2 separate regions of the Zea mays genome follow, and region 2 is linked to region 1. Evidence: chromatin contacts called from public Hi-C data. All regions are on one chromosome and are shown on one strand. The core of a region is the stretch at or near the end of the contact, and the rest is flanking DNA. Distances in the headings are between cores, read along the strand shown.

Region 1 (5,735 bases), core at 752-3,251:
ACTAATTAGGAAAGTTAGTGGAGGACTACCTTACCCGAAAGGGGCAAGGGCAGTAGGGGAGTGGTTAGTGTAGGGAGATCCTCGGGTTGATTTTGCTGCGATGGCGGTCAGACGAGGGATCCCTGTATTAGGACTTCCTAGAAACTGTAGCAGGTTTTCTGAAGCTAGTGGAACTTTGTAAAGGCCTCGTAGTGTTACCCTTCCTCGCTTCCTTGGTAGAGGTGTATGGGATTCATGACCCCTTGACAGATGTGTAACATGACTTGTGGGTAAAGATGTGCAACCTCTGAAGAGTGTAAAACTGGTATATTAGCCGTGCTCACGGTCATGAGCGGCTCGGACCCTCACATGATTAATTTATGGAACCAAACTTAATTTGTCATATGCATTGCATCGCGGGTGTTGTTACCAATTTTGATCTATTACTTATTTGGGTTGGTATCTACTTACACTTAGTAACTGCTAATAAATTTTTGACCAACTTTAAAAGCAATACTCAGCTTTAGCCATCCTCTTTGGTAAGCCTTACACTTCACATGAGCTCCCACCTTTGGCGAGTTCATGCACATTATTCCCCACAACTTGTTGAGCGATGAACGTATGTGAGCTCACCCTTGCTGTCTCACACTCCCACAGGTCAAGAACAGGTACCACAGGATGATGCGTATGGAGGATGCTATGATGAGTTCGTGAGAGGTCTAGGCCGCCGTCTCCCAGTCAACTTTGGGTTGCCGGATCGCTGTCTTTATATGATATAATTATTTAACTATTTTGTACAGGACTCTATTATATATAAATGATGTGACATTCGTTTCTGTACCATGATTTATCATATGTGTGAGACTTGGTCCCAACACACTTGGTGATTATGTTCACGCCCGGATCTTAGTGCCCCCGAAATCCGGGTGTGACACAGGTGTTGTATAAGAGAGGAGGCTACAATGAACGTTGGTTCATATGCCAACCTTCTTTGTTTATATATGCAGTATGTAAGGAATCACAACCATAAGATTGTTGCACCCCGATAAAAGTGCGAGATAGTGTCCGACTCAGTCTCTTGACCGACTCGAACGAGCTCAACCCCAACAACATTATGTTTCCTCCTTTTAAAATATAGGCCATTTATATTTTCAAAGTTATTTTTTAAAACCTTAACCAAATTTATATGAAAATATACCAACATCAATAACATGTTAGTTCTGTAAGACCCGTTGACTTACTTCTTAATAGTGCATTAGTCTACAATGTATATGTTAAAAATATTGCTCAAAGTTAGAAAAAACTCGATTTCAACCAATCTAAAGAAATCTAGTAATGGTGGAATGGAAGATGAAGGCAAAGTTTGAATCGTTTTCAAAACGAGTGGTATTTGGGGTGAATGTCTAGTCTCATAGTCCAGGAAAAAATGGAGGTAAAAGAAGAGTTCAAACTGGACTAAGGTGGTCTTCCACCAAATATTTTTCCCTTTAGATATCCCTCCAAATATCTAACCATTCCTTCACCTCTAGAGGACTACTCACTTTGTTCTACAATAGTTATTGCTATAATATTTATATAGGTCCAAATTTTCTAAATTTGACTAGATTTATAAAAAAAACTATTAGCAACATTTATATCTCTATATAAATTTATACACAAAATTTAAAGATCTATCTAATAATACTAACTATGCACTATAAATAAATATTGATATGTGCACGTGTGTGTATATATATGTATATAAGTCCATGCATTACTACAGTTTTTGTATATTATATAAGTTGTCTTAACAATCAAAGTTCAATTCTTATTTGTGTATAATTTTATTCCATTTTTTATTAAGCAGGAAGAAAAATGGTGACGCGGGACGGCCATGAAACCGATGCTTTATATAATAGAGATGGTTAAAATTTAAAATAATTGATTTTTCGAAAATCTGCAATATCAACTGTTTTAAGACGGAGGGTGTAAATAGGATAAAGTATGGACCCGGGCAACAAACTGGCCTTTGCAAAAGCGCCCTTCAGCTCCCGGACCGCTTCCCCTGAGCTGCTGCCCAAGAACTTCGACACCACTTGCCCACCCTCCCTGGATTCTTGCGGCTCTTCCTCGAGCTCATCGAATCCTTCATGGAGAGCGCCGAGGGACCGTCCCCGTACTCCGGTGATCGAGCGGTGAGATTCGTACGCCCTGCTTTGCCCTACTCCCCTGAGATTTGCCCCCTCCATTTCTCGTACAGTTTTGGCTCATGCTCTGCCAATTTCTTGATTCCCGTGCGAAGACTACGCGCCACCGATTACCACCTACTTGTTCTCATCTGATTGGATTTAAATTGGATCTTAGATTAGCTACAACTCCAAAGATGCGACCTTTGCTGGTGAATTGTGGCTGAGCTGGGAGAATCTTTGTTCTGCTCTTTTGCGCTTCGGTTTTCTTTTTATTTTTATTTTTTGGCAAACTAGATTAGGACCAGAAGATCGAATATTTCCTGCTTTGCTTCATCCGGCAGTTTTCCCTCGGCAGTGATTAATTGCTCTTCTTTTCCTAACTGGACTCCTTGTACTACCACTGTGTCACATGTCACATGAGCTAAAATTGGATTAGATTCTATTTTGAGGCCCTTTACCTTTCTGATGAAACTGCTGTATTGTATCAGTTTTCTTTATTTCCGTGTACTGGGTAACTCTGTGATTATGTCACCACAAGTATAGCTGTAGAATTCAATTGCGTGCATATTTAGCTCAACGTCTTCTGAGTAATGTAATACCAGGCCAGATTCAGAATCTTATACCGCATGAATTCTCTAGGTTACACCTTAAAGAACTAGCATTTTTAATTTACGGCATGTCCATGTGATTGTGCCGCGGCCAGACATTATGAATAGAATTGGGGAAATCAAAAGAGGATTTAATGGCCTGTTTCAGTTTCGTTCCTTTTGAGTTTACTTTCTTTTGTCGACATGTAAATTTAGACTCCGGCGGACATACGGGATATTGTCACTCCATTTGTTCATAAAGCTTGATGAGGTATCATGGGTAAATGAAGCCCCTCTTTCATGGAAGTGATGGGGGTTCCTCTTTTTTGCGTCACTCATTTACCAAGCTTTATCTGGTTTATTTGACCATGGTTTCTGGATGTATTGTTTACTTGACTGTGTAGGCACCGGTTCAGGATGGCAATGGCCAAACTACACCTGGGCATAATTCGCGAAGGCCAAACCTTTCTTTGCAAATACCAGCTAGGACCTTGGATACCAATATACCTTCATCGACAAGAGTTACTATATCCTGCAGCCCCAGTTCAACGAGAGTGGGTTTGCCACCGAGACCTAATTCGACGAGAACAAAATCATCTATCAAGAACATGAATCCTCAGCACAGTTTCAGAGCAAGGAGTTCAGCCCAGGAAGGTGATCGAGTGGTCCTTCTAAATCCTGGGACGTCATCTGAAGGGCAGCAGGATAATCCAAGCACAGCAAGATCATTTTCTTTTAGAAAGGTCATTAACTCATTATCGGCAAAAAGGACCCATTCTCTTCCAGTAACGCCTGTAGGAACTACTGACAAGGCTGCATCTCCTCCAAATCAATTAGATACCCTGCCAACTACAACTGTAAGTACATATATTTTTTCTGCTAAGCTGTGCCCATAAATAGTCTACTACCAGTGCATTAAGATTTTATTTACACTACTAGCAGAATGAAGGAGTTGAAGCAAAAATTAGGCGCTCACTTTCAGTACCTGGAAATCGCAAAAACAGAAGTTTGAGGAGGGCAGATTCATTAGGTGTCATCCGTGTGATTCCAACAACCCCAAGACCTGTCCCAGTCGAAGCAACCACATCAAGCGATATAATTGAAGAAACAATCGATGGTATAAACTCTTACAGTCCTCTATAGTACTATGATAACTACCCAAATTGAATCTTGCTTCATAAAAGCACCATGGCTCATGTAAGTGCATTGTTGAGTACCTGACAGTCCCTGAAGATGGAGGCGAAGATATTCCTGAAGAAGAGGCAGTCTGCAGAATTTGTTTTGTTGAACTCAACGAAGGAGGTGAAACACTTAAAATGGAGTGCAGCTGCAAAGGAGAACTTGCACTTGCACACCAAGACTGTGCTGTCAAATGGTTTAGCATCAAGGGAAACAAGATATGTGATGTCTGTAAACAAGAAGTTCAGAATCTGCCAGTGATGTTACTGAGAATACCAACTCAAACTGCAAACAGGCGGGTAGCAAATGCTGCTCAGCAGAGAGCAGCTCAACAATACAGGTAAGATTAGCCTTGTCCGAAAAAATAGCATAAGTCAAAGATAGTTGAGAGAGAGAGAGAGAGTAGATTGGTTCTATCATGCTACATTGATGGACCTATGACATCTTCACTGTTTTTGTTTTATTTCTTGATGGGTTTGCATGCTCGTTACACTCTGACTTCAGTTTCTGACAGATTTTGGCAGGACATTCCAATTCTGGTGATGGTTAGCATGCTTGCGTACTTCTGTTTCTTGGAACAACTCCTGGTTTGTTGCCGTTGCTTACCTCATTTACTAGTACATTTGAATGTTCAACATTACTTTTCTCTCCATTCTTTTGTGACATGTACTTTCGTTGAACAGGTTACTGATTTGCAGTCACGTGCACTGGCAATTTCGTTGCCTTTCTCGTGTGTGTTAGGCCTCCTTTCTTCAATGATAGCATCAACTATGGGTGATTAACCGTACCCTCGTCCCTTTCCTTTCATACTGTTATAATAAGCACTTGCAGTCCTTGGTGGTTCGCCCCTTGTTTGTGTTCTGTGTGAGCATGTGTGGGCATGTGTGTTGAGGTGGTTGTTTGTTTCTTCATTATTTGGAATTTATTATACCCTTTTTCTTCTTAATATAATAGAATCACAGCTCTCTAATATGTTCGAAAAACCTAAATTTCACCTGTTTTCTTATGGTTGAATTTATGTTATTTAGTGAAGTTTTATTCTCACTTCAACTAAAACCCATCTTTTCTTTGTTCCAACAGTGTCGAAGAGCTATCTATGGGCGTATGCTTCATTCCAGTTTGCTATCGTTATCCTGTTTGCTCATATCTTCTACAATGTGGTACGAAACTCGACTTGGGTGACATCTATTGCAGATAAATGTTTGTGTGGCACTGATTGTTGTCTTGTGATTACATTCAGTTGAAAGTGAATCCAGTCCTTGCAGTCTTACTCTCCTCATTCACTGGGTTTGGTATTGCTATTAGTACGAACTCTCTACTAGTAGAGTATTTGAGGTGGAGAGCTAGGAGGAATCAGCGTTTGGCTCAGCAGGCTGCCAATGCTGCACAGCACCAAGAATCTGGAAATGATGGTGGAAATGACAACGATGACGCTCAGCAAGGGCACGATCCAAATTCTGGGAACAATGCTGTGTGATGATTCAGGTTCTTGGTGCAAAAATCCAGCACCAAAAAAAAGGTAGTGGTTTCTCTTCTTTTTCTCAAGGAGTGCAAAAATTCCCATGATCTGTGCCTGCTAATATGCTTACCTCTTATTTTGATGTTATCTTTGCAGATTATGAAATGGTATGGGTGTGAACAGCTGTTTTTTTTATCTGTACAGCAAGTATAGCTCATTCAACGCGGCACCAGTCACAAGCTGAAACCTGGAAAAACATATCTTCATATGCCACGTGGAGGGCGCTCACGGATATCATTATACATCACGCAGAGATGAAGCAAAACACGATATGTTTGTGTATTAGTCCGGTAGTTTGACTTC
Region 2 (6,438 bases), core at 1,523-4,022, 91 kb before region 1:
TTTTAGTTGAGGTAGAGCAGCTAACAACTAATGACTATTTAGGGTATAGCTAACAATTAGTTAGTCAATTAGCTCACATGTTCTAAACATTTTAGCTGCTAATTATCTGCTTTAGAGATTTAATTAAAGACATTGTTGGATAGATTTTTTAGTAAAGTCTCTCTTTCTACAAATCACTTGTAGGAAGAATATATGTTTTTGAAGTTGTTCTAAGCCTTTCTTAATGGCAGTTAAATCCGTACATCTCATTTCTTTTAACCCTCGATCCACAAGCATTTCAAATTCTTAAACATATATAAATTTAGATACGTTAATTTTTTTATTCAATGTTTTTTATTCTTTATGTTGTTTTTCTTTTTTAAGCCACCTCAAAAGATAAAATTGTCCCTACAAGGCTTATTTTGGTTGACACCAATTAAAAGCGAAAGTTTGTGGTAAGCGGAAAACACATGTTTAGATAAAAGATGAAACGAGCTAAGTGATATTTTTATATTCATAACCATTTTAAATTTGATTTCTTTGGAGATAGCGGCGGATGGTGAGGGGACATTGGCATAAATTCATCATTGTCATTGTAGTCCTCAACTGTCATATTAGGGGTGGATGTTGAGGGGGTATTGGCATAAAATCATCGTCGTCATTGTAGTCCTCGGCTATCATATTAGGGGGTGGATGGCGAGGGTCATTGGCATAATTATCGTCATCATTTTTGTCATCAGTTGTCACATTGGGGGTTGGATGTTAAGGGCATTGGCATAAAATCATCATCAACATTATAGTCCTCAGCTGTCATATTAGGGGTGGAAGGCGAGGGGGCAATGGCGTAGAATCAATGTCATCATTGTAGTCAGTTGTCACATTAGTGTTGTTGTGTATATTTTTGTTTCCTCTAGATGAGCTCGCTACAATGCCCGCTTTTTTCGTATCCACCCATGATCTCCCATGAAAAGGTCACCACAATGGCCGACGATGTTTTCTTCTACCATGTAGCACACCACCACCAAACAACATATACATTGAAGTTAGGGATTTCTAGGTTGATGAACTCTGTATCTTCAAGATTGTTCTACACTGCAGCACCATTACAAGAAGTTGGGGAATTTAAATAAAAGAGCATATTTAATAAGGAATGGTGATGTACCTTGATTTATTTTTCATAGTTTGCTTGGAACATAAATAGCTTACATGCCCTCTCAAGAAAACAACAATAAGGAAAGTCAGCGATTACGCAAATCCTTTGATATCGTCCACGGTACTCAATCAGGAGCTCTTAAAGCTTATGTGGTCAATACTTGACTAGATGGACTAGCACTGAATATAAACATTGCATTCAACTTTGAGACTGCTTTTATGAGATACCTTTTCTAAAGAGGGTCATACTTTTCCCCCCTAACAACATCCAACGATATACCCAAAGCTGAAACAACCCTCATCGAGATCCATGTGATTGGTGGAATGGATGATCCAACCATACTTTGTTTAAAAACCCTGCACCTAATTATGTGTTGCAAACATTTAATACATATATATTTTTCATAATTTACTGTTCTATATCACATGAAATGCTAAAACAAGAACTAAAAAAATATAGAGTACTCAAGCAAATCTACTGAATACTAAGATTATCTCCAGTAGTTTACCTCATCTCCATAATCATATTCAAACTTCACTATGCGAACAATGCAAAACAGTATTTTGGGTAAACTACAGATAGACTGCTAGACATGGTGTAAATGTAAAATACCTAGACTTAGCAGAATACAAAAGAGGCAGGGTTTAGCCTGTCTCCATTGTTCTCACCCCTAAATTGATTCCAAATTAAACAAACGTACACGATCAAACAATGCATCTTAAAAATAAAACCCTAAAATGCAGAATAAATTTATATAGATATAATGCAAACTAGAACCTGTTACAGACAGTGGAGGCCCATCTATAAAAAAATATTTAGGGTTGATTTGGTGACAAGGGGATCACAGAGGATTAGATAGGATTGATGGAAAAATAAACTAATTTCCCTTTAATCCCCTTTAGTCTCTGTGATCCTTGGTCACCAAATCAACCCTTAGACCTTTGCCGCACCAACCAGACGGTAGGCACACATAACTATAATTTATTGAAGTTTAATACTTCATCTGTTCCAAAATAGCATTTGCTTGATTTTTATGTCTATATTCAACTATATGATTATAAATGTATATATATATATATATATTACATATACTAAGTATTGTATGAATCCTCTAAAAAGTTAAAACAAATTTTATTTTAGAACCGAGAAAATATAAAATTGTAGTTTTCGATTGTTTTTACATATAAAGGCCCCGTTTGTTTCGGCTTCTGACAGCTTCTGGCCACCAAAAGCTGCTGCAGACTGCCAAACGCTCAGCTTTTCAGCCAGCTTCTATAAAATTCGTTGGGACAAAAACCATCCAAAATCAACATGAACACATAATTGGTTGAGTCGTTGTAATAATAGGAATCCGTCACTTTCTAGATCCTAAGTCCTATGAATAACTTTATCTTCCTCCACATGTAACTGTAATGATAATCAGATTCTTCCCACAGTCAGATTCTCCTCACAGCCAAATTTTCAGAAAAGCTGATCAGAAAAAAGCTAAACTAAACAGGCCAAAAAGAAAAGAGAGATACCCGTCGCGCGGTGCTAGTATCAGATGGGCTTCGCGGTCCAGGCCACGACGGGTGAGGGCTAGCTTTGAGGCCACCGTTTATAACAGAAATAAACCACTAGTCCACCGTCACATTGTCATAAAACAAAATACATGTGTTGTTGCTGCTGCGGTGCGGCGTGTCATCTACGACGAGAGCGAGGCGAGCGCCCCACACATGGCGTACGTACGTACGTACGAGCTTGTTCGTGTCATATGTGCGTGCGTACAAGATGCCATCAGCTCTGTATACTACATACAATGTATACGGAAACGGACCCTGTCGTCACTCGTCGTAGGTAGGGGTTCGTTGTGTGGATATAACTCAACACCCATCCCTCCAAATCTATCTGTTGGAACATTTGAGTGGAAATGGAGCTTTCCCCCCGTAACGTCTTTCATTCAGACAATCCTCTGCTTCCCAGGTACATACCATACCAACATGACGTGATTATAGACGGCCGGCATCCACTGCCTTAACTCCCCACACCGCTAGCCCATCTATCGTCGTCACTTGCATATGAGCATATCTAGCCAAAAAAAAAAAAAAAGGTCGTCGACAGATGTATATATAAAGGTAGTACCATGCATAGCTAGCTAGCTGCGTAGATTAGTTGTTAGTGTTACGCAGATCATCCGTCTGTCTATCTCGCCATCTATAATTTTGAATTTGCATGTTCATGTATATGTATATGTCCTTGTGACCTCAGCCTTAAGAAGCTGGCGATAATCGAGTGTGAGTCAGATTCCACACACTCCATCATGCATGGTCGTCGTTTCCGACTCTGCAGCAACTTGCTTTAATTTCAGACATATTGCTCCATGATGTCTCCTTTAGCAACAGAGTACTACAGTACGTACGTACGTAGCAGTAGATCAGGTCACCAAAATGCTGGAGCCATTTTCCAAGGAGTCTTTTCGAAGCACTGAGGTCAGGTCAGTATTGATAAGTCCCTATATATAGTGGCGACGCGCACTATATGGTCACAAGGTTATTATATATGGTTGTGCTTGGTTCACTTCTCCGTCCTAAGAACAACCCAGCTTAGATAAGTCTGCCCTGCCCCATGCAAGACCCTCTTGTTTTGGTTGCTGTGCTAATTAAATCACATTACAACTTGTCTAATGTTGAGTTGTTGACTAAATGGCATGGCTCCTTTCTCCGTAACATCAGTGATTGTGTTGTCTTCTGTCGCCAAATACAATCGGCTATAAACGAAGGCCGGTTGAGATTTCAAAAGGAGGTGAAGATTGATAGGCCACATGTCCCTGTCACCACATTAGACCCGACGAGCAAAAAAAATCTTAGTTCGGCCATGTGCGACCGATAAAAGCAAAGATAAAAATATCGTCATTGGTGATCCTCGCACGCCAAATATATCACGTAGGGTGGTTACTCAGAAGGCTCCGAACAAAAGGAAGACCGGAGGCACTAGGGGTGGGGGGGAGCACGGTCGGACACCCGATCACGGTCACCTGTCATGTGACGCCGGACGGTCCGGGTACTAAGGCCGGACAGTCTAGGAAAGGCGCGGATAGTCCGGCTATGAAGGTCGGACGGTCCGCAGACAACCAGAAGCAACAACAACCTCAGACCGTGGGACCACAACGTTCCAAAGCAAATATTAGGAAGCAAAACATTCCAAGACGTCTGGTCGACTCAGCAGAGTCAGCTCTACTTTTGATCAGCTGCTTGCTAAATATATGAAGAAGAAGGTCGTTCTACACAACCGGCCAATAAAACAAACAAAGTCGAAAGGGTGATCTGTGCGAAAGCAGAGGCCAACTAAACCGGCCCAAAAGATAGCGCAGCGAAGATTGTCTAGTCACCCTCTTTCAAGGATGCATGGTGCTTCCCGTTCTAGCCATCGTCGATGTGTTGTACTACTCGAATGTGGGGTGGTACGACGATGAATCTATATTGCTAGCTCAATCCGTTTGCTTATTCGGGCTGGGGGCACCACAAGTTTTTGCCTATTGACATGTTGATCAGGCAGACATGGCTGATGATGATGCAATCCGAAATAGCCTCTATGCATCAAAGTTATGTCAAATATTTATATTATTTAATCATAAGAGCCGATGACTTGCATCGAGCTGAGTCCTTACTTTATGAACAAAAATAACTCATGAGGTCAATTATTTTTGAAGTTTTCGCTGATGCTTTTGGTTTGCCAAGCTCCACCAAAAGGCAAGGGGCATGTGTGAACACCAAAAGTGGCGATGGTCTAGCCCTAGAGTCCGGGCGGTCCGCGCCCCGTGATCAGATTAACTCGGATGATTATCCTTTATCTCGTGCGTCGTTATCCATCTAATCACGTGTGGTTTGTTAGCTATCGCCTAAGAATGGGTCCAGACCTCCCTTATATATATGAAGGGATACGGCCGATTGAGAACTCCCGAACACATTCCAATCGAACTAATTACTTTCTTTATCATTCCTGCCCTAGGAGTAGATGTAGACTAGCCTTAATTGTAGTTTTCCGCATATCCACCTCCACCCCTATTTGACTCTACATCGTCTAGATCTGTCTTGGGTGGCCTGCCGATCCCAAGACGATCCTAGAATCTTACCTCTCCAGGGGGCAAGATTTAGTTGTCCACTCAAAATCTCTTCTTCGAATTGGACTCTTAATTTCTATGCGACTCTACGTCGTCTAGGGACGCCCCGGGTGACCTATCGACCCGGAGCGCCCTAAGATCTCTCCTAGGGGGTGAGATCTAGATTACAGTGAGGAGGAAGATGACCCTACGCCATCGCGGACCGTCCGACTCAGAGCGCGGACCGTTCTGTGCGACGCAGGGAAGGCGTCGCTCCTGCGTCCAGGTTGTGGACCGTCCAGCCCAGAGTCGTGGACCATTCGCGTCGCCGCAGAGGGCACCACCAGGCGGTACACCCCTAGTGATTGGCGCTGCCCAGATCGGCGCCAACACATATAAAATGGCTATAGAGAAAATCTCATTTGTGCTTCCACTAAGAAACAAAATAAAATTTAAAAACATTGGGAAAACCTCTATGTGGTCTCATCAAATTTGCTACATATTTTATGCAAGTGTGACATCATTTCTCTAATGACAACTCATAATAATTTGACTGTCAAGCAAAGAGCATTTGACATGCCTCAGGTATATTGAACATCACGCACTTATTTTAGTGCCTCTTGGAGGATGGAGGGTCTGAGGCCCATTGTCATTCACATTATTACTTTACAATTGACAACAAACCCCAAACCCTTCAATTATGCAAAATTCATCTTACGCAATAACAAAGAAAAAGGTGTTTGCACACTAGTAACTAACAATACACAAAAAGATATAATTATACTGGTAACTACAATACACAATGACCCAAAACTTACCCATCATTGAAAAATAATTCACCACACATATTCCAACAAAGATTGAAGCTTTCCATGCGTAAATAATAGTAAAGGTGTACCATGCTCATCTCCTCTTCATAATCTGTCGGCGTTTCGGACCCGCGAGGTCCATCAACCAACCAGTGAATTTGTTGTTGCGTGCCCCTGCCCAGATGGGTTGATGCAAGATGGAACACAAGAGGGAAATGAGGCTTATGTTATCCTGCACTGGGGTGCTCGTAGTAGGGGTTACAAGCGTCGCGAGAGAGCGAGGGCGAGAGCGAGAGAGAGAGAGGCCCCGTTGTCAACGTGTCTGTGTGTCAACGTGAACCTCCACCTCTATGTGTTCCCGTCCCCCCCAGGGAGGCCCTGGACATCCCCTTTTATAGATACAAGGAGATGCCCAGCTG

The links. A called contact is a pair of places that touch in the nucleus more often than the background predicts.
Region 2: a Hi-C map of endosperm shows a contact between it and region 1, with 5 times the contacts expected there. The contact joins the enhancer-like site here to the promoter of LOC100304255 in region 1. A contact is called at or near these places in 7 of 25 Hi-C or Micro-C datasets (bundle sheath, ear, endosperm and 2 more).

Annotation. Positions count from the first base shown.
Region 1 is chr5:44,147,794-44,153,528 of Zm-B73-REFERENCE-NAM-5.0, reverse strand. It overlaps LOC100304255 (RING/U-box superfamily protein), which reads left to right and starts at 2,001. Exons shown (of 9, transcript NM_001165698.1): 1 at 2,001-2,153; 2 at 3,139-3,591; 3 at 3,677-3,851; 4 at 3,959-4,253; 5 at 4,428-4,500; 6 at 4,597-4,687; 7 at 4,994-5,073; 8 at 5,154-5,432; 9 at 5,529-5,735. The coding sequence starts at 2,109. The coding sequence ends at 5,390.
Region 2 is chr5:44,239,040-44,245,477 of Zm-B73-REFERENCE-NAM-5.0, reverse strand. No RefSeq gene overlaps it. Among protein-coding and RNA genes, the nearest start is that of LOC100304255, 91 kb to the right of the region's middle. Within about 2 kb of position 2,772, at least 4 of the 20 cell types and tissues checked have an H3K27ac peak or open chromatin away from gene starts, as enhancers often do. A contact at or near this core is called in endosperm, where this site is marked.